Regions from separate parts of the Mus musculus genome. Here all the other regions are linked to region 2. A link is a contact called in public promoter capture Hi-C data. All regions are on one chromosome and are shown on one strand. The core of a region is the stretch at or near the end of the contact, and the rest is flanking DNA. Distances in the headings are between cores, read along the strand shown.

Evidence for each region. Promoter capture Hi-C pulls out the DNA fragments that hold promoters and counts their contacts.
Region 1: a contact with region 2 is called in a promoter capture Hi-C map of liver. The contact joins the promoter of Kat2b here to the promoter of Sult1c2 in region 2. A contact is called at or near these places in 3 of 39 promoter capture datasets (hippocampal neurons and liver) and 2 of 115 datasets of contacts at active chromatin or transcription factors (embryonic stem cells and stem cell-derived neural progenitor cells).
Region 3: a contact with region 2 is called in a promoter capture Hi-C map of liver. The contact joins the promoter of Efhb here to the promoter of Sult1c2 in region 2. A contact is called at or near these places in 5 of 39 promoter capture datasets (the C10 cell line, the HPC-7 cell line, hippocampal neurons and 1 more), 1 of 15 datasets of contacts at CTCF or cohesin (pro-B cells) and 2 of 115 datasets of contacts at active chromatin or transcription factors (embryonic stem cells and stem cell-derived neural progenitor cells).

The regions. Positions count from the first base shown.
Region 1 is chr17:53,565,489-53,570,265 of GRCm38.p6, reverse strand. Kat2b (K(lysine) acetyltransferase 2B) reads right to left here and starts at 3,295. Exons shown (of 18, transcript NM_020005.4): 1 at 2,688-3,295. The coding sequence starts at 2,936.
Region 2 is chr17:53,843,082-53,847,465 of GRCm38.p6, reverse strand. It overlaps Sult1c2 (sulfotransferase family, cytosolic, 1C, member 2), which reads left to right and starts at 1,508. Exons shown (of 8, transcript NM_026935.4): 1 at 1,508-1,689.
Region 3 is chr17:53,461,543-53,466,319 of GRCm38.p6, reverse strand. Efhb (EF hand domain family, member B) reads left to right here and starts at 2,999. Exons shown (of 13, transcript NM_172497.3): 1 at 2,999-3,889. The coding sequence starts at 3,041.

The sequences.
Region 1 (4,777 bases), core at 2,046-4,545, 280 kb after region 2:
CTCAACTTAAGTACAAAGACAAGCTGAGAAAAAAGAAAAAAAAAAAAAAAAAGCCACAGATTATGTGAGAAACCTCATCAAATCCAATCAGCCGGGCTTAAAGAAAATAATCTGACCACTCATATGCACTCGAACACACGTGCACATAATAAAATGTCTTTTTTTTTTTAATCTAAGATAACATCCCTCCCAGGTTTGGAGTCCAGTATTCCCAAACACCCACTAGGCCACACTCACCCCTCCCCCACTCCAGCAGGCCCCAAGCAAAGGAGGGCAGGCTCTGGTTGGCCCAGCTCCAAGTTTTCAAAACTGCTTTCAGTTTCTCTTTACAGCAAGAAACCCTACCCCACCCAACTCCAACGGGCCAAAAGTTCTAAATCAGTATGACACTTCCTCCGTCTACTGGATCTACAGCTACTGAGTTCTCCAAGTCCCGTGCCCTACATCCCAAAAAGGCTCCACTGGAGTCCACTGTCACTGCGTTACTGCCTTTACCTTAGAATCTGAACACATACTCCAACAACTCCACAAAGACAGACCCCAGTGCCATAAACCTGGTACCTGGCTTAATGCCTAGCCCCAGTTAGAAATCCTCATAACATTAGCTAAATAAATCAGCAAATAAGACGGCACACTTTCAGGCTGGTGAGATGACTCAAGGAGCACACAGAAGAGATGAACACTCTCTGACACTCGCAGACAAACACCACACACACTAAACTTCATTTCAGAGTCTCTCAAAAGCAGGAAGAAAGAATAACAGGTTTTTCTTTCCTAGGAGATTGTCAGAAAATATGACCAAAAAAAAAAAAATTCTCAAGTTATACACTTGAAGTTTCAAATAATTGAATAATAATGAATAATTCAAAGTATTTGGGAAGGCCAGGGGAGGAGCATGGTGGTAGAACTGTAATCCTAGGCAGATAGGAGTTCAAGACCATCCTGGACTTCATAGGAAGACCTAGAGAAAGTTAAAAAGAATGCATGTGTACAACCACTGGAAAGTTTTCAGACAGGAGGCAGTATGGAGATGGGTATTGGTGATGGGGACTCAGGCTAATACTGAAAACTAAGTCAGGACTACATAGCTGGCTTTCTGAATGAGACTAGAGCAGCTGCAAAGGCCAAGCCTATTTATTAAGTCCTTGAACTTGCTCTGGGTTCTGTTGGCCACTCTCTCCCCGGCATGCTACACCAGAGGTCCTGTCTAAGGTGGATGGTAGGTCGGACTGGTAGGACTGTAAAACTAAGGAAGTCAATAGCTTTTGGAGTAGAGCCCCTCGCCTTTCCCATTTCTTAGAAACATACTTCCAATTTTTTTTTTTTGCACGCCTTAGTCTATACCACGTGACGTTAGTATTTCCCAGCTCCTCTGCAGAATTCAAAAGTAGTAATATACTTGCTTCGTGGAAAGTATTCTCAGTTGCCACTCACATCTCCTGGGGGGCTTTGTTGGAAATGTAACTCCTCAGACCCCACCCCAGACCTCCTGATTTTTGCTTTTAGCGATTCCAAAGCATATTTGTGTGCATAAGGCACCGCACTGGAGCCCTCTCAGGAAGGCACAGCAGGTGCTGTGACTGCATCGATAAACAGGAGGTGACCACAAGGAATGGGCAGGGCATGCTTGAGACCCCAAGGTCCTTAAAGCTCCAGAAAACACGACAACCAGAATGTCCCGGAAGGGAAGTCATCTACCAGGTTTATCCATCCTGGCTGTACAGTGGGGAGTAGGAATGAGAACCTGGATGCTGCGGATGCGACTCCTTTTACAGTAGTAAGCTGGAGCAGCAAGCAACACGGGAGGTGTGAGTGAGTGAGTGCCTGGTCCCAACCACAGGCCGCCCGGGCTGACAAGGCCAAGTCCCCGCCCACTTCTGCTGTCACCCAGTCAAAACAAAGCCGCAGTCTACAGTGCAGAGTCGCTCTCCCCTGCAGCCTGGAGATGCTGAGCCCCCTACAAGTGCTCTACAGCTGGATGCCCTGGGTGCCTAAAGTCCCCAAAGAGGGAGAATGGCAAGAAAGCTGTCTTCAAACTGAGCAGACGCGCTCGCCGCCTGGGCTGTCACCCTGCCAGACCCTGTTTACACCCTAAGCGGCCAGGATCCCGCTTTCGCTAAATAAATAATAACAATAATGACAGGGTTGTCGCCGCACGGCCGAGGCCGCCAGGCGCCAAAGGACAGGGGCTTGGGGCAGTGCCCACCTCCCACCCCGCGCTCCGCCCCTTCGCTCCCGTAGAGCGCCAGGATTCCAGGACACTTCTGGGTGCTCCACAACCCAGCTCCTCCTAGCGGGGCTCAGTGGGGAGGGCGAGCGCGGGGAGACACACGCTAAGATGCCCCCAACCCCAAAAAAGCTGCTTCCCAACCCCGACAGATCTGCCACACCAAGCACAGTTACACTCCCTGTGAAAGGACTCCCGCGAGCTCCTACAGAGCAGAAAAAGCCCCAGTGCCGAGCGCTCCGAAGCCAAGACTCATCCTTCCCAGAAGAGGGACACCGGCAGATCTAGAAGACCCCCTACCCCTGTCCCAGTGAGATGCTGTGCAAGCCGCAGCGGCAGAGCGCGCGCACAGAACGCAGCACTTCCGCGGTGCCGGCGGGAAGCTGGGAGTGGGTGGGGGAGGGGAGGGGGGGTCCGAGCCCGCCCGTGACCCCGCGATTGTGCTCATCCCAGCGGGTACCTTGCAGGCGGAGTACACGCCGAGTTTCTCCAGCTTCTTCGCCCGCGGAGCAGAGCGCAACTGCGCCTTCTTCACGGCGATCCGGGCCGAGCCGCCTCCTCCCGGTCCCTCGGCCGTGCCCGCCGCGGCCACCGCGGTCGCTGGCCCGCAGGAAGCAGAGCTCCCGGCAGCGGTGGCCAGGGTCCGGGGGGAACCGTGCGGGGGCGCGGGAGGCAGTGCTGGGGACCCGGCCCCGCCAGCCTCGGCCATGCCGCCCCGACTGTCACCCGCAGCTGCCAGGGTCCCCGCGGGCGCTGGTGGCGGAGCCGAGACCCTCCCCCCCCCCCGGCCGCCGCCCTGCGCCCTCCCCGCCCCCGCCGCACTCGGCCGCCAGCGATCGCAGGCCCCCGCGCCTCCCCAGGCGGCTAGGACGCTAGCGGGCCCGAGCGCCTTGGCCGCGCTCTGCTCCCCTGGGCCTCCGGCATGCTGCTGCGAGCGTAGCCGCCCGCCGGGAGCGCCAGGGCCCGTAGGTGACCGGCGACCCGCGAGACCGGGCCGCTGCAGCCCAGGCACCTGCCGCCCTGCGCTGCTGGCGTCCCTGGGCCTGACACCCTCCCGCGCCGAGACCCAACTTCCTCCACCCTAGCGGGAGCCAGAGGAAAAAAAAATGTTTTCCAGAAGTACCCGTCAGCGGCCAATCCTCCTCTTTGTTGCTAATTCACCAAAATCATGGCGTGAAGGGTTCCTTTTTTTTTTTTTTTTTTTTTTGACTTTGAGTTAAACTTTTTTTTTTTAAACAATTCTTCCCCATCGTCTTCTCCTGGTAGTTTCTGAACCGAATATGACCAGAGAGGGAGGGAGATGACTCAATGGTGTGTGTGTGTGGTGTGTGTGTGTGTGTGTGTGTGTGTGTGTGTGTGTGTATCACATAATACTTGTTCGTTTGAGAACATTACATGTCGGCGAAATGAAAACTAAACGCATGGAAAAAGTTTGAAATTAGTCCGCCTACGGGGTTCACTCGAGGTTGGCTACTTTCAGCTGCTAGTGTGTCTATTGTTTTCAAGTTAACCAGAAAGACAGCGTCCAGGAAAGTGATTCCGATTTTGACTTAAACTTCAAAATCAAAACTATTGTCCCTGGCTCTGATGGTAGGAAGAGATTGTTTCATTTTTTCACATGGGTCAACCTTCCTAAAGCGATTTGAATAGCCCTGCATTGCCGGTCAGCACCGTTGGCAAGTGCCCTAATTCTGCGGAGCAAGCATAGTCACAATGTGGGACAATGGTCGTAATGAATTTGTGATTGGTTGTCTAGCAAGCTTGGTAGCTCCTGCTGAACTCCAGCCATATGGGATGGGCTTTCCCTTGCAAATACTCTTACCAGTCATGCTTAAAGTTGCATTTTATGTCTCAAGATGTGTTTCGCCAGATTCTGTGTCCTTTTAACGCAGAGTAATGCAATGCCAAGAGAGAAAGAAGTCTCTTCTCAAAGGAGTGACACCTGCTGTGAAACTGCAGCCTTACTAGGCTACATCTAACTGAAGTCCTTACCTAGGCTTGACCTTAGCCTAGTGTGGAAGCTCAATAGAGTAAGACTCTTGCCTCAAAAATTAATTAAATTAATTAAAAAACAGGCCAGGAGCGGTGGTCTTCACCTTTGACCCCAGAACTGCAGAAGCAGAGACTGGCCAGGCTCTGTGAGTTTGAGGAATTCTGGTCTACTGTTAGGAGTTCCAGGTCAGCTAGGGCTACACAGTGAAACCTTGTATATAAAGAAACAAGGAAAAAAAAAAAAAAAGAACTCAGCATGTCTTTAATCCTGGCATTTGGGAGGCAGAGGCAAGTGGATTTCTGAGTTCGAGGTCAGCCTGGTCTACAAAGTGAGTTGCAGGACAGCCAGGGCTACACAGAGAAATCCTGTCTGGGGAAAAAAAAAAAAAAAAAAAAAAAAAAAAGCTCAGGGGTTTTTTGTTTTGTTTTGTTGGGGGTGGGAGGGCTCAAGACAGGGTTTCTCTGTGTAGCCCTGGCTGTCCTGCAACTCACTTTGTAGACCAGGCTGGCCTCGAACTCAGAAATCCTCCTGCCTCTGCCTCCCGAAAAAGCTCAGGT
Region 2 (4,384 bases), core at 259-2,758:
TTCCCTGGTTTCTAGCTGTCTGTTCTAACTGTGGCAACCTGTTCACCATTTCTGTTTTCTCATTTACTGGTATCTGATTGGTGGCTCACAGTTTGTTGTGTGGTAGAGGAAGCAAACAGAACTGTTGGAAGATTGAGTGGCACTTTAGTTCATCACTGTGACCATGAAGGAATCAGTTGCAATCAATGCTCACTAAATATGTATGCCAGGGTGGTAGAAACTGTGGGTTTATCTCCTTTACACTCGCCCTCAACAAATACTTGTTCAGTTCATAAATGTTACTGTTATACGGGGTAAAGAGTCTAGAGTGACACTTTGAGTATGAAAATAGTTGCATGCCATGTAGGATATCTCCACACAGATACTAGGATACAGGTTTAGAAGTTTCCAGAAGAGATTAACATAAGCTCAGTTTGATCTGAGGTAGCCAAGAACACCAAGGAATATAGTTTGTACCATGAGATGAGGTGAGCATTAGTAAACACATTTTTAAGCTCTAGGTCTAAACTTCTGTTCTGTTCCTTCTGCATGTGTGTGTGTCAATGAATATACCCTGGGAAGAAAGGGGAAAAGTCAACATTTGTAGCTACTTAGTCGGTGCTAGGTGGTTTGTTTGTTTGTTTGTTTGTTTCTTGTTTTTTCTGTTTTATCTAAGCGTACTGATTGGAGGCAGTTAGCATGCCTCACATTTTATAGATGTAGAAAGGAAATCTCTAAGAAGGTCTCACTGGATGCCTGAGACCCTGCAATCAGCTTTCTTGTTTCCCCATTACGGAATCCAATTCTATTTACTTGCCAACAGAAGAGGTCCCAAGTAACTAAGACAAACTCTTATGGTAGAAGAAAAAAAAATTTTTAGCAAGCTAGTAAGACTAAGAAAAGGGACTCATGTTCTGAAATATCTTTTAAATTTACTCATGTTTTAAGCTTCTTTCCACCATAGGCAAGGCGATGTTAAGAATTAGTTTACTTAGTGAAACCTGCTGGTTAATAATTTTTTAGTTTGGCACAGCTTGGCATCACGAGTCCTGAAAGGTGAATAGGGGCCATGTAGATCAGCCTCATGCAGCTGCTTTGAGTAACTTAATAGGGAATGCACTCATCCAGGCACAGGCTGTTTTGAGCAAAAGACTGAACGTGACAGCTTTTGGGGATTTTTCTTTTTGAATCATAAGCGTGGCTACACTCTAGGTTTTTTTTTTTTCTTTTTTTTTTTTTCCTATTTTAAACTCTATCAGACTAGAGAGAAAGAATACCAATCAGCAAGAACACGGGAACTCTACTCCAAAGCTAGAAGCTTGCACATAGTGGGGAGTCAGGTGGTCTTAGAATGGGAGGAGCAGTATGCTTTCCTCTTTGAATTTGTCTAAACAGCCTTGAGTCTGCAAGCACTGGAAATAGTGGAGGCTCAGAGACGAGCGATCACTACACTGTGAAAGTTACTTCCTCATTGGGCTGATGCCAAGGTTTGTTTCTTGTAGCCTCGACTCTGTTGATTAAGGCTCTAGCTGATCCCACTGACTGCAGAGCCTTCGAGATCGATTGCTAAAGGTTGGGTACTTTTGGCACAGTAGAATTTGAGCCTCTGTGCTTGCCAGAAATACGTCCCTCCTTCCTCTATATGTACTTTTGTACTCACTGAACACTGGGCAGTCCAGCTTTCCAATTACAGACAACTAGAGCTTGAAGGTAAGAGCACAGCTTATCTGAAATATTTGGCCTAACTTTTTGGTGTATGTTCTTTTATTTTTATTTTATTGGATATTTTATTTCTTTACATTTCAAATGTTATCCTCTTTCCCAGTTTTCCCTCCGGAACCCCTGTATCTCATCCTCCCTGACCCTGCTTCTATGAATGTGCCCACTCACCTATTTACCCACTCCTGCCTCCCTGCCCTGGCATTCCCCTACACTGAGACATTGAGCCTTCCCAGGACCAAGGTCCTCTTCTCTCATTGTTGTCCAACAAGGCCATCCTCTGCTACCTATGTGACTGGAGCCATGGGCCTGCTCCATACGTACTCTTTGTTTGGTGGTTTAGTCCTTGGGAGCTCTAAGGGAGGGGGGGGGGGTCATGTTGGTTCATACTGTTGTTCTTCCTATGGGTTGAAAACCCCTTCAGCTCCTCAGTCCTTTCTCTAACTTCTCCATTGGGGACCCCATGCTCAGTCCAATGGTTGGCTGCAAGGATCTGATTCTATACTTGCCAGACTTTGATAGAGCCTCTCAGGAGACAGCTATATTAGGCTCCTGTCAGCAAACACTTGTTGGCACCCACAATAATGTTGGGTTTGGTGTCTGTATATGGTATGAATCCCCAGGTGGGGCAGTCTCTGGATGGCCTTTCCTTCAGTCTCTGCTCCACACTTTGTCTCTGCGAGAGACTTAGTATTCAGTCATACAAGTGCTAATGTGTAAGTAGAGTAACACAAGTCAGAAAGATCCTAAGTCCCAAGAAACCTAAGAAAAATAATAAAAAGCATGTGACGCTAACACCGGCTGTATTCAACTTAGAAATTCATGCAGACACCTCTCCAAGATAGCATCTCTTTATGTACCCTGAACTTCCTCCCCACAAAGCCTCCACTCTTGTGAGCCAACTAGATTTCTCTGACTATGACTATTTCTTTACCACCCCTGACTCTCCTTTTGTCAAAGTTCCTGACTACCATCCAAGCTAGGCCTATAAAAGGGATTGGACCAGGTCTCCTGCTTAGGGACGTTACTTATATAAGCAAGTAGCTATCGAACCATGGCATAAGATCTGTAAAGTTCACATGCAAAGTTAGATCCCCTTGAAGCTGAAGGTGGGGGATTGCTATAATTTCAAAGCCTATCTGGAGGACAGTGTGAGGACCTGTCTCAGAAAACAAAATGAAAGGTTAACTCTTTCAGCTGCTTGTTGGGTCCCTCTGAGGGCAGTCATGATAGATCTCTTTTTGTGAGCATAGCATCAGTAACAGTGTCAGGCCCTGGGACCTCCCCTTGAGCTGGATCCTACTTTGGGCCTGTTGCTGAAACTTCTCCTCAGACTCCTCTCCATTTCCAACCCTGTAATTCTTTCGGACAGAAACAATTATGGGTCAGAGTTGTGACTGTGGGATGGCAACCCCACAAATGTGTACTGGAGGTTGGCTCCACAACTTCCCTCTCCCCACTTCTGATCACCTCATCAAAGGTCCCTCCCTATGAGTCCTGGGAGTCTCTTATTGTCCCAGGTCTCTGGTGCATTCTTAGGGGTCCTCCCAACCTCCTACTTCCTGAGGTTGACTGTTTCCATTCTTTCTGCTGTCCCTCAGGGCTTCTGTCCTTTTCTCTCACCCAATATTAGATCAGGTTCCCCTCTACTCCCCCACTGCCCTGCCATCCCCGTCTACATTACCTCCCAAGTCCCTACCTCCTCCCTCCCAACTTGTGATTGCTTTCTTCTCTCTCCCAAGTGGGACTGAGGCACTCTCACTTGGGCACTTCAGCTTGTTGAGCCTTCTGAATTCTTTGGACTGTATCTTGTGTATTCTGTATGGGGCTTCTTTCTTTCTTTCTTTCTTTCTTTCTTTCTTTCTTTCTTTCTTTCTTCCCTCTCCTCTCTCTGTCTCTCTCTCTCTGTCTCTGTCTCTGTCTCTCTCTCTCTCTCTCTCTCTCTCTCTCTTTTTTTTTTCTTTTGGCTAATATCCACTTATTAGTGAGTGCATACCATGCCTGTCCTTTTGGGTCTGAGTTACCTCACTCAGGATGATATTTTATAGTTCCATGCATTTACCTGCAAGCGTCAGGATGTTCTCACTCTTAATAGCTGAGTAGTATTCCATTGTGTAAATGAACCACATTTTCTGTATCCATTCTTCTGTTGTGGGACATCTAGGTTGTTTCCAGCTTCTGGCTATCACAACCCCTGTTGTTGAGTTGGGGAGGCTGAAAGAAGCCGAGGAGAAGGGCAATTCTATAGGAGGACCAGTGGCCTTGGTTAATATGGACCCCCAAGATCTTTCAAACACTGCACCATCAAACAGACAGCATACACCAGCTGACATGAGATCCCTAACACACATACGGTAGAGGACTTCCAGGTCTGCATTCATTCAGAGATGAAGCACCTAACCCTCAAGAGACTGGAGGTCCCAGGGAGTTTAGAGGTGGGGTGGGGGTGGGGGTATCCATGTGGAGATGAGGTAGGGTGGGGAGGAGGTGTGAGATGTGAAGCAGTCAGAGAGTGGATGGAGAGAGGCAGGGAAAGGAATATGGAGTAGAAAAAAAATGAATTACAAATAAAATTAAAAAGAAAAAAGCTTCCTACAGGAAAAAAGAAAGAGAGAGAGAGAAGGAAGGAAGGAAGGAAGGAAGGAAGGAAGGAAGGAAGGAAGGAAGGAAGGAAGGAAGGAAGGAA
Region 3 (4,777 bases), core at 1,750-4,249, 380 kb after region 2:
CTTTCCAGCACTCTGGAAAGAAAGCCAGGTAGATCTCTGTGAGTTTGAAACCAGCCTGTTCTACAAAGTGAGTTCCAGGACAGCCAGGGCTACACAGAGAAACCCTGTCTCGAAAAGAAACAAACAAACGATATAGATTCTTTTCTCATACAATATATCCTGATTACAGACAATATATCCTGATTACAGTTTCACCTCCTGTACTCCTCCCAGTCCTTCCCCACCTCTCCTCCTCCATTGTAGATACATTCTGTTTCACATTAGGGAAAAAAACCAAAAACCAAAACCAAACCCAAACAACAACAAACCAAAACAACAGGCTTCTAGGCAATAACAACCGAACATGACAAAATAAAATATAAGATGGAATAAAATCTACCACATTAAGGTTGAATTCTTCTCAACCAAGAGAAGAAAAAGAACCCCAAGAGAATCAGAGACCAACTTGTTACACACTCAGGAGTCCATAAAAATACTAAGTCAAGGTGTGGGGCCTATTCTCCCATTTGTTGCAGTCAGCAAGGTGGTGGCAGTCTCCCTCTGGTGGCAGAGGCACTGATAACCTGGCCTTGAGTGCCTGAGTGTGGACGAGGGGGCCCTGCTCCTTGTCATCTACAGCACTGGGTGAGGTGGAGAACTTACCCTGGTCATGTGGGTGCAGGAGACTTGGAGGGCTGACAACCACCCGTGCACAGATCCAGGGCTTTGGGTTGGCCCACCCCGGAGCCGGTGAAAGGGCCAACCCTGCAGATCCAAAGCTGCAGGATCTCCATGGCACAGGGCAACACCTGGATATCCGCCGAAAGGAGTCCTGGTAAGGATCCAGTGTTGATGGTATAGCAGAAGCCAGAGGTCTCCAACCAGACCAATGACTCATTGCAATAAACATTTGCAAATAAAGATGTGTGGACTAAAGGGTAGACTATGGAACAGACTGTGACCCACTACAGTTATCACGATGGGATATTTTCTATGCTTTGTTTTGTTTTGTCTATTTAAATTTTTTTTCTTTCTTTTGTAAAGGAGGTTGCAAGGGCACAGGGGAGATCTAAGAGAACGGGGAGATGAGTGGGGTTGGGGTGAACGGTGTGAAACTCACAAAGAGTCAATAAAGGAGTTTTTTTTTTTTTTTTTTTTAAAGGAAAGTTATCCATTTGATTTAGATTTTTCCATTTTGGTGGAGTACAGGTTTTTAAAGATTGTCCTTACGATTCTCTTGATTACCTATGTGTTTGTTGTTTGGGGCCTCTTTTCTTTTTTCATTTTTAAACATCATTATTAAATTATTTTATTTATTTACATTCTGTACTGGCTAGTTTTGTGTCAACTTGACACAGCTGGAGTTATCACAGAGAAAGGAGCTTCAGTTGAGGAAATGCCTCCATGAGATCCAGCTGTGGGGCATTTTCTCAATTAGTGATCAAGGGGGAAGGGCCCCTTGTGGGTGGTACCATCTCTGGGCTGGTAGTCTTGGGTTCTATAAGAGAGCAGGCTGAGCAAGCCAGGGGAAGCAAGCCAGTAAAGAACATCACTCCATGGCCTCTGCATCAGCTCCTGCTTCCTGACCTGCTTGAGTTCCAGACCTGACTTCTTTTGGTGGTCAACAGCAATGTGGAAAGTGTAAGCTGAATAAATCCTTTCCTCCCCAGCTTAATTCTTGGTCATGATGTTTGTGCAGGAATAGAAACCCTGGTTAAGGCACATTCCATAAGTTGCCCCCTTCCCGGTTCCCCCTCCTTGAGCTCCCCTTTTTTAATTACATTTCAATTTACTTGGGGTTAGGGCTAGGGTTGCCACTGGGCTCATGTGGAGATCAGAGAACTCTGACAAGGGAGTCAGTATATGAGCCTTGGTGTCTGAACTGAGGGTGTCAGGTTTGTGGAGCTTTTATCCACTGAGCGATCTCCCTGACCCTTCAAGTCATTCTTTAGAGCTGGAGATTTACCTCAGTAGAGATTTACCTCAGTAGAGATTTACCTCAGTAGAGATTTACCTCAGTAGAGATTTACCTCAGTAGAAGAGAGATCACCTGGCACCCCTGAGGTTCTGGATTGATGCCCAATTTCAACGGTAGGGGAGGGAGCATGGGTGCTTATGTGTGATTGTTTTTTGAGCGGTGGGTGGGTGGGTGAGGGTGGTGATTCCGATAGAGGGTCTAACTAAGTAGCCGTTGCTAGTCTAGAGCACCTTTGTAGACCAGGCTAGCCTGGAACTCACAGTGATCCTCTTGCCTCTCTGACTCTGAGCACTGAGATTATAGGCTCTGTGCATTCCAGATCCTTTAGCATTAAGATAACTCCAAGCACTGGAGAGACTTGTGGGAAAGGAAAGACCTAGGAGGAACAATCACTGCAAGATGATTTTCAGTCAGATCACCAGTAAAGAAGCTGATAGCCATGTGTATCTATATCTCCTTCCCTTTCTCTTTCCGAGTTTCTTTTGCCTTAGGCTGACATTGAACTCATGGCTATCCTCCTGCTTCAACCTCCTGAGTTCTGCAACTGCACCATGGTTTACTAAAGCTCAAAATAGGAGTGTATAACTTGGGAAACGGAAGAGAACTTGGCAAACATCAGGTTTAGTATCCACCTGAATGTGCGAGGGAGAAGTTGGGGATTCGGGGTGAACACAGACTGATGCTAGGGAGATGGCTCAGCCTTTGAAAGCTTTCTCCAGGGCCCGCGACTATCTGGCTTTTGTAACTTTTGCACACACACACACTCGCATACACATAAATGAAAATAATATTGAGAGAGAGAGAGAGAGAGAGAGAGAGAGAGAGAGAGGCACGGGGGGGGGGCGGGGGAGCGGAGACAGAGAGGAGAAACAGAGATAGTGAAGGAGCACGAAACAGAAACTGGGATTCTGGGAAAGAAAAGGAGAAGCCAACAGCACGACCAAGAAAGAAAGATGGGCGGGGCGGGTTACAGAGAAGAATTGCTCGCCAAGCCCCGCCCCAAGTCTGTTTCCCAGGTAACGGAATAAACAGACTCCATCCAGTGTCCTAGGCAGGAAGTAGTCTGCACGGAGTACTGGGAGTATGTGTTCGTTTGTGAGAGTGGGGTCCCCCAAACCTTTGCAAACTTCAGCTTCTCCGTTAGAGATGAGTTCCCTGAGAAGGACGAGAGCACCTGAAATCTCGGAACTTGGACTCACCCCAGAGCAAAAGGACGATATAAGAGACAGGGTACTTAGGGGGTCAAAATCTCCCACGGAGCTGGGGTTTGACTTGAGACTAGAACAAGATCGAAAATGGAGAGAGAGGATGGGATCATCAGAAGCAAAATCGCCACCTTGCCATGCTCTTGGAGTAGGATTAGAAAGACATACTATTTCTGGGACACCCACAGAGATGGGTAATTTAGGACTTCACAAAGGCTCTGCCTTCCAGGGATCAAAACCTCTGGGTGTGTTACCAGGAAGAGTGGGGCCAGAAAACAAGGGCCTTCCGCCTCGCCTTCGCTACGGAGGGACACTACACCCTCCTTTCAGCACAGTACATGCAAGTCCGCTGGCGGCAGAGAGCAGAAGGAGGCCTTTAGCCTGGGGTTCTGCTTGGACGGATGCTGTAGTGGAAAAGCAACCTGTTGTAGGTTTGGAACTGAGAAAAGAACCGGAAAAAGAACCCACCTGTGTCGTGATGAACCCCTACCCAGAGATGCCCCCTAAGGAGGTAGACATCGGGTTGCCACAAACTCAGGAATCAGATGAAGCCAAGAATACAGAGCCTCTAATAGGTTTAGTAAGAGAACCTTCTGAATGTCCATTTGCCCAACAACCGGAAGAGAAAAAGGAGCCCGGCAGCACCGAACCCGGAGTGGAGCCTCCAGGGAACATCAGGCCCATATACTCAGGGAAGTTCTTTGATCGGGTGCCTTGCTGGCCAAGTGTAAGTTCATGTTATTGTGTGTGTTTGTTTGTTTCTCCTAGGGTTTCCCCTGGAACTCGTGGATAGCCATGTCTTTCCTGAGATGTTGTAGTAGTGAGGCTGGTTTGTGTTTTTAGAGACAAATAGCAAAGTTTTCATTGGGATTCTGTCGTAGTTAGGGTTGCTATTGCTATGCTGAAACACTATGACCAAAGGCAAGTTGGAGAAGAAAGGATTTATTCAGCTAATGATTTCATATCACAGTTCCTCATCAAAATCAGGACAGGAACTCTCAAGCAGGACAGACACCTAGATGCAGGAGCTGAGGTAGGCCATGCGCAGGTACTGCTTATTGGCTTGCTCTTTGTGGCTTGCTCAGCCTGCTTTCTTATAGAACCCAGGACTATTGGCACAGGAATGGCATCACCCATAATCTGGGACCTCCCCCATAAATCACTAATTAGGAAAATGCCCTACAGGCTTGCCTACAGCTTGATCTTATGGTAGTATTTTCTCAATTTTCTCCTCTTAAATGACCCCAGCTTGTGTCAAATTGACATAAAACTAGCCAGTAAATATTATTTTTAAAGACTGTAGTTATTATTATTAAGAATGCAATTATATTGTTATTTTGTTGTTGTTTGAGACAGGGTTTCTCTGAGTAGCCCTGGGTCTTCTGGACAACTCAGAGATTCATCTGCCTCTGCCTCAGATAACTGGGATTAAAGGTGTATGGCACCACTGCCCACCACCAGTACAGATTCTAACCCTTTTGATACTGGACTCTTTGCAGAAGTTCCTTAGAAGTCTTCTGAGTCCCTGCCTTCCTTCTCTAGGTGCTAGCTTGCTGCCGTTTACACACCTGTGATTTTTTCCTCATTTCCTTCTCTCTCTACCTTTGACTTTTAT